Linked DNA regions of Pan troglodytes: region 1 is linked to region 2. A link is a contact called in public Hi-C data. All regions are on one chromosome and are shown on one strand. Each heading gives the region's core, a stretch centred on a gene start, on an enhancer-like site or on the middle of the called end of the contact. The rest is flanking DNA. Distances are from core to core; before and after follow the strand shown.

The links. A called contact is a pair of places that touch in the nucleus more often than the background predicts.
Region 1: a contact with region 2 is called in a Hi-C map of induced pluripotent stem cells, with 1.6 times the contacts expected there. The contact joins the promoter of TMPRSS13 here to the enhancer-like site in region 2. A contact is called at or near these places in 4 of 7 Hi-C or Micro-C datasets (blood, induced pluripotent stem cells, a lymphoblastoid cell line and 1 more).

Annotation. Positions count from the first base shown.
Region 1 is chr9:119,872,208-119,875,523 of NHGRI_mPanTro3-v2.0_pri, reverse strand. It overlaps TMPRSS13 (transmembrane serine protease 13), which reads left to right and starts at 1,403. Exons shown (of 13, transcript XM_063784556.1): 1 at 1,403-1,497. The coding sequence starts at 1,483. The region is part of intron 1 of CD3E (CD3 epsilon subunit of T-cell receptor complex); the gene reads right to left.
Region 2 is chr9:119,791,171-119,794,947 of NHGRI_mPanTro3-v2.0_pri, reverse strand. The region is part of intron 1 of CD3E (CD3 epsilon subunit of T-cell receptor complex); the gene reads right to left. All of the region lies in intron 1 of FXYD6 (FXYD domain containing ion transport regulator 6), which reads left to right. Among named protein-coding and RNA genes, the nearest start is that of FXYD2, 23 kb to the right of the region's middle. Within about 2 kb of position 1,342, at least 7 of the 24 cell types and tissues checked have an H3K27ac peak or open chromatin away from gene starts, as enhancers often do. A contact at or near this core is called in induced pluripotent stem cells, where this site is marked.

The sequences.
Region 1 (3,316 bases), core at 154-2,653, 81 kb before region 2:
CAGATCAGTGATTGTCTGGGGCTGGGATGGGGTGGAGAATTGACTGCAAGAGGTGGGAGGAAACTTTTTGGGGTGATGGGGATGTTCTAGATTTTGATTGTCATAATGGTTACACAGGTGTGCACATTTGTCAGCCTTCATTTAATTGTTAACTTATTATTGATGCATTGTTAATTTAAAAAAACAAATCTTAGAACAGATTGGTAGCAAGTGCCATGTTCAACAAATGGTCAGGCAGGCACCAGTTTGCTTAATTCTGAGGACTTCTGTTCAGCCACAACAAAGAACATGTAAGCCATGCAGATTCATGGAAGACCGAAAATGAAGTAATACGGCACAAAAAAGAGGGAACTCAGGGTGGAAATTCACAGTGAAGACAACAGCTCTCTAGGGCTCAGGTCTGCTCTGTGCAGAGAGGGAGCTCACCCCCTGGGAAGAGGCCTTCCTTGCTCTTGGTTGGCCTGGATGCTTTGAGCAGCTGGGACAATATCCCGCAGAAAGTAGAAGGAATAATCACAAGGGAAAATGGGGCCCTGCTAACATGTGAGTAATAAAAGGGGGAGACAAAATCCAGATGGAAAGCTGATCCTGTCTTTACTTAAAATTCTGATATTTTATTCACCTTGGACTTTTCCCGTTAATGCAGATTTTAAAAATATTTCATTAAAACATGATTTATCTTGATTATTTGGGCACGCTCTTAAATTGTGCAGCCTGGATCACTGATGTCCAGCCCCAAGGGAAAAGCAGGAAGAGAGAACCAGCCTCTAGTCCACAGAACTCAATGTCGATCAACCTCTGCAGGCCTGGAGTTGGGAGAGGCACGGCTAGGACCACAGCCTGGAGGGACCCAGGACGGCCCTGGAAGGCTAAGTGGGGCGGGAGACACCTGCCTGGGGCTGCAGCTGGGAAGACTGCTGGGCTTGCAGGGTGGGGCAGTACAGACCATAGGAGCGTTAGGTGTGCTGGGCCCACGGGTGGCTCCTGGTGACTCACCCCCTTGAGGGTGGCCCCAGTGTCTCCCCTCTGCCACACTGAGTCTTTAAGTATGTAGTTGGTTTCCTGGCTGCCCTCAGGCCTGGAGGGAAACCCACCTAGAGTGGTGGAGAAGCTCAGAAGCGGGGTGCAAAGTGGGGAAGGGTAGGCAAGGGCTCTAAGCAGGGAGTTGGGAGGTGATTCAGGGGTGAAGCTGCTGATAGGCTCAGGAGGGAGGAACATGGGCCCGAGGTGGGAACTCCAAGGAAGATAACAAGGCTGGGAATAGAAGGCCCAGAGCTCTGTTTCCCAGGCTGGAGCCTCAGGAAGGAGTTCCCAAGGTACTGGGGTAGTGGTAGCTAGAACAGCCGTGGAAGCAGAGAGCTAGGAGTTTAGTCTCAAAACAGTAGTGAGATTTTCTCACGCCTCACTCTCCTGGCCAGCTGCCAGGAGATGTGTGCTTGTTTGCATGGCTGACATTTTTCTGTAAAACTCCCTCCACTCCACATGGAAATGACCCAGGTAGGAAATGACCAGGGTACAAATGGGCCTGATGGCTGGCCTACACTCTCCCTGGGGGGTTGAGGGAGAAGAAGGTGGGTCCCAGGTGCTGCCAATAGCCTCTGGGTGTGGAGTAGCCAAAGGTGGGCAGGTGTCTTTCCAGAAGGCAACCAGGGAGCTGAAGGGAGAAAGCCAGGGACCAAGGCCAGAGAGAAGGAGGCAAAGGAAAGGGTGGGAGTCAGAGAGAGCCTGGGATTGTACAGTCAGGAGGACAGCAAAGGAGGCCGGGAGGAGGGGGCAGGAAAGGGCCAGGCCAGGGTCAGGTGGGGAAGTCAAAAGCGGTGCAGGCCTCTAAGTCCAGCTCTGTGGGGGAAGCATCCGGGTCTTGTGCTGCCGCAGCGCCTTCACTCTGAAAATAGGAAAACCACCAGCAAGGAATTTCATTCGTCAGCGTCCCCCCCGGCCACCCGCCCCAACACATCAACTGTGTGTTCTCCCAGGGCAGGGCCCCTGCCTTTCTGTTCTTTGCCCACCGCTCTCACTCCCCAGCAGCCACCGTGGGCCTGGTGCTGAGCAGTCAATCCTTGCTGAACTGGACTGCCCTTGGTGGGGATGTCACATGGGTCAGACGGCTTTGTCAGCGAGGACTCTGGGACAGGCCAACTTGTGTCTCTGATGCAAACCAAGGAAAAGAGCAAGAGGTGAAACTGATGTTCCTTCCCAGCCTGCCCAGTGCCCCGTGCCCTGTGCCAGGCACTTCCTCTGGTTCTATGTGTTCTCCTCATTTTCCCAATGGTGAACCTGCCAGGCCTTGCGAGTTCCCCTCAGAGTTAGGGTTCTCATTCCCCCGAACTCGCCCAGACCCCCGAGCCTGAGCTTTTTCCCTAGGTTGGTGGGACCTTCAGGGAAGGAGGCTGAGGGTGCCCTTTGGAGACCAGTGGCCTGCCTGGGAGATGAAGTGGAGGCCCTCAGATATGGCCTGGGCGTGCCAGGGCTCAGTGGCAGCCAGAGAGGGGCTGGGCTCCTCCCTGGGAGAGAGGGAAGAGGAGGAGCTGAGGACAGGAGGTGGGTATCTTCTCAGGAGGATGGATGGGAGGGGCCCCTTTGTCATGGTGGGCTGGTGGATGCGGCAGGAAGGGGATGTGGCCTGTGGCTGAATTCTGCTCTCTTTGAAAGCCAGGGAAGTGGCTCCCACAATAAGCCAAGATGAGAGAACTCTAGGGTCCCTGCCTGGGCCCTCCAGAGTTCTCTCCTCTAGCCTCTGGCCTCTGGGTTAGATTTCCCTCAAGACACCCTAAGCTGGGGCACAGTTTCCACTGTGAGCTAGAAGTTTCCGTTTTCTTGAATGTAAATGGGGGGCGATAGTAGTCACTTCCTTTCAGTTTTTGCTCAAATGTCACCACAGAGAGCCCTCTCTGACCATCCTGTTCCCAACTGCCAGGACTCTGCCTCCCCTACCTTCTCGATCCTTTCGCTGCTTTGTTTTTCTGAACGGCACTTTTCACTTTCTAGGAGGCTGTGTAACTGATTTATTGATTTTTGTCTGCTTTTTCCCCCCAACCCCCAAATACTAGAGCCACAGGGCAGGAAGCTTTGCCTATTTTGTTCCTGTGTCCCCAGAACCTAAAGCAATGCCAGGCACTCAATACATATTTGTTGAATGAACACTTGAAGGATGCGTGTGAAGTGTTTCGCAGGATTCTTGGCATCTTAAGATTATTGCTGCTGCTGTTGTTTGCTGTGTGACTTGAGCACATTCCTTAGCCTCTCTGGCCCTCTGTCTCACAGTATGTAAAATGAGAAGAGTGAACCACTAAAGATCCATGAGCTTCCTTCGAAC
Region 2 (3,777 bases), core at 93-2,592:
TTGAAGAGATAAGAATTTTTCATAACGATGAAAAGGATGAAACTATAGGTAAAGGACTTTCAAGTCTGATGAAACTCACAACAATCAGTTCTATGTTGTGTTTCAGACTTGTGATGAAACCCACAACAGCAAACACAAAAAGAAGAAAATAAAAGGAGGCAGAGAAGAAAGATAGGACATCTATAAAGGAATGATGATATAAGCAGCAGACTTCTCAACAGCAATCATGGAAGCCAGATAGCAGTGGAATAACATCTTAAAAGTGCAGAGCAAAAATAATTATCAGCCTAGAATTGTGTACATAGCCAAACTACCTTTCAAGGATAGGATTGTATTAGTTTTCTATTGCTGCATAACAAATGATCACAGACCCAGCAGCTTAAAGCAACACATGTTTATTATGTAATGGTTTCTTTAGGTCAGAGGTCTGGCACAGCTTAGCTGAATTTTCTGCTTCAGCATCATACCGAGCTACAGTCTAGGTGCTGGCTAAGGTTGTGGTCTGATAAGAGAATTGACTGGGGAAAGATCTGTCTCCAGACTCCCTCAGGTTGCTGGCAGTATTCATCTCCTTGTGGCAGAAGAACTGAGGTTCCCATCTTCTTGCTGGCTTCTGGCCAGGGGCAGCTGTCAGCTGCTAGAGGCTTCCCACAATTCCTTATCCTGTGCTTCTCTCCGTAGCCTGTCTCATGACATAGCAGCTTGCTTTTTCAAGCCAGCAAGGGAGAAAATTCTCGAGCTCCAGCCTGCAAGATTGAGTCTTATATGATATAACACCATCATCTGAGAGCTGTCCTTTTGCCACTTTTGCCACATTCTGTTGGTTAAAAGTATGTTGCAGCTCCTGCCAGTATTCAAAGGAAAGAGATTACTCAAAGCATTGAACACTAGAAGGCTGGAATGACTGGGGATCGCCGTAGGGTCTCTTGCAACAAAGGTGAAATGAAAACATTTCCAAATAAACAGAAACAGAGTTTCTAACAAACAGATCTTCATTAAAGAAAATTTTGAAAGATGTTCTTTAGGAATAGAGAAAATGGCATGAAGGATGACTAACGTTCAAAAACAATGGTGAACAAATCAGTACATATGTTGTAAATTCATTATCTATTGCTGCATAGCAAATTACTTCCAAACTCGGCAGCCTAAAACAGCAAACGGTTGATATTTCACACAGTTTCTGAGGGTACGGAATCAGGGAGAATCTTCAGTGGGTGGTTCTGGCTCAAGGTCTTTCATGAAGCCGGAAGATCTGTTTCCAAGCTCACTTATGTGGTTCATGGCAGGCTGTATTTCTTAGCAGGCTTTTGGAGTGAGGCCACCACATGGGCCTCTCCACAGGGGTGCCTGAATATCCTTAAGACATGGCAGCTAGCTTGACTCAGAACAAGCAATCCGAGAGGGAGGGAGAGAGAGAGAGAGAGCACACAAGAGGCTGTGTTGCTTTTTATAACCTCATATTGAAAGTGACGTACCATTACTTCTGCCATATTTTACTGGTCATACAGAGCAACCCTGGTGCAGTGTGGGAGGGGACTGTACAAGGATCTGAATACTAGGAGATACTGGGAGCTGTCTTGCAGGCTGGCTACTACGCACATGGGTGAATCCAAACAAACATAGTTTTCATGAAGTACAAATATTAGTATCTATTTTATAGAATTTTAAAAAGAACTGAAATATTCTCCAATAATAGCATATGTATCAGGAAGGGGATGATTTGGATTTTTGTATTTTCAAGGAGGGTATTCTGCCTAATAACTATTATAAGTATTAACTCTGAATTTTTTTAGTCTTTTTTACATTGAATACACATGGAAAAATTACAAAGATGACCACTAAAAGATTAAAATAGTTTCTATAATTTCTAAACCAGTAGAGGGAGAAAAGGAATAAGAAAAAAAAATCACTAAGCTAGGGGCAGTGGCTCATGCCTGTAATCCCAGCACTTTGGGAGGCCAAGGCAGGCAGATCACCTGAGCCCAGGAGTTCGAGACCAGCCTACGTAACATAGTGAGACCGCCCCCCAAAAAATAAAAATAAAAATAACTAATCCAGAAAAAAGAAAGGGCAAGGAAAGAAAAAGAAACAAGCACATTCCTATAGGGAAAAAACAGATGGCAGAAAGCAGACCAACTATATCAATAGTCACAATAAGTAAATTAAATGGGGTAAATTTGACAATTAATACAGAAAGCCTGACAATACAGAATTTTTCAAAAATCCATCTCTTTGCTGTTTATAAGATGCACACACAACACATAAGGACACAGAAAGGTAGAGAGTAACATAGAATTTAAGACAGGGAGGATCACTACATAATTCTAAAAGACCCAACTCAGAGGACAGTAACAGTTTTAAACTATCTGTTAGAATATTCTAAGAGACATGTTATCGGCCAGCTTCAGGTCTGTTCTGCCCACACTCAGTAAATCTCAGTAAATCAATCACTGTGACACAGATTTTGCAAAAGAGAAAAGATTTATTCAGAAGACCACCAAGCAAGGAGGCCGGAGAACGGCTCTCAAATCCGCCTCCCCAAAGATAAGGCTTAGGGATATTTACTGTTAAGGGAAGTGGGGTGGTCTGAGGCATAGGGAAAGGTGATTGGCAGTGGGGAGAAATGAAATGGCGATTCATTCTGAGCAAGCGTAGTCAGGGTTTGTGGCATTCCACAGGACATATGTACAGGAAATGGTGGCGTTAGTGTGACCTGAGGGTGGAGTTTTTAGCCCTCTGATGTCAAAGGCTACCCTTCGGGGCACTTGCACACGCCCAGTTGAAGGGTGGGTGGTCTCATCCTGTTTGAACTGGACAGGAGCTAGCCCAAATTCCTGAAAAACAACTGAAGTAACCATTACCAGGGTGACCTATGAATGTTATCTGTAAAGTAACCAGTGAAGGTTAAGTTTCAGCATGCAGTGGCGAGGCCTTCAGCTACCGAGGCCTTCAGCTACCACGGCCTTCAGCTTCATGGAAAAAGGAAAAAAAAATAAAATATAATAACAAAAAGCAAGCGACCAAAAGCAAGCAGTGCAGGCAGACCTGATCAGATTAACCCCTCGGTTTCAAATATGGGGATACATTTATAAATCCTTCCACTTAGTGGTAGATTTTAAAGTGCTGATCTTGATTTTTGGTAGGATAAACAGTCAAAAAAAAAAAAAGAAATTTAAACACAGTTGATAATCTTAATTTATAGGCATATAGAACTTTCTTCCCAACCATGAAGGAATTCACAATTTTCCAAGCACATATGAAATATAATTCTTTTAATAACTGACCATGTACTAGGTCATAAAGCAAGTCTCAACACGTTTCAAGGCATCTGTACGTCATAGAGACCATGTTTTCTGACCTTGGTGCACTTAAGTTAGAAGTCAATAACAAAAGCAAATAAAAATCACTATATATTTGGATATTTAAAACACACACTTCTTAATGCATAGGTAAAGCAAGAAATTGTAAGAAGGTTTAAAGTATACTGAGAACTAAACAACAATCCAACTATGATGGAGTACTTTCACCCCCTTACAGAAGCTTTGAAGTGTGGTTATTGATTATTGTTTAGTTCTTGTTTATACTTTAAAAGCACTTAGAGGGAACATTGCAGTCTTAAATGCTTATATTGGAAAATAAGAAAAGCTAAATATTAATGAACTAGGTATCCAACATAACAAGATAAACATAAAAAAGAACAATAGAAGAAACCCAGAGATTGTTTAAGGGCAGAATTAAGAAAATTTTAAAACATACAATAAAAAGGATTAATAAAAC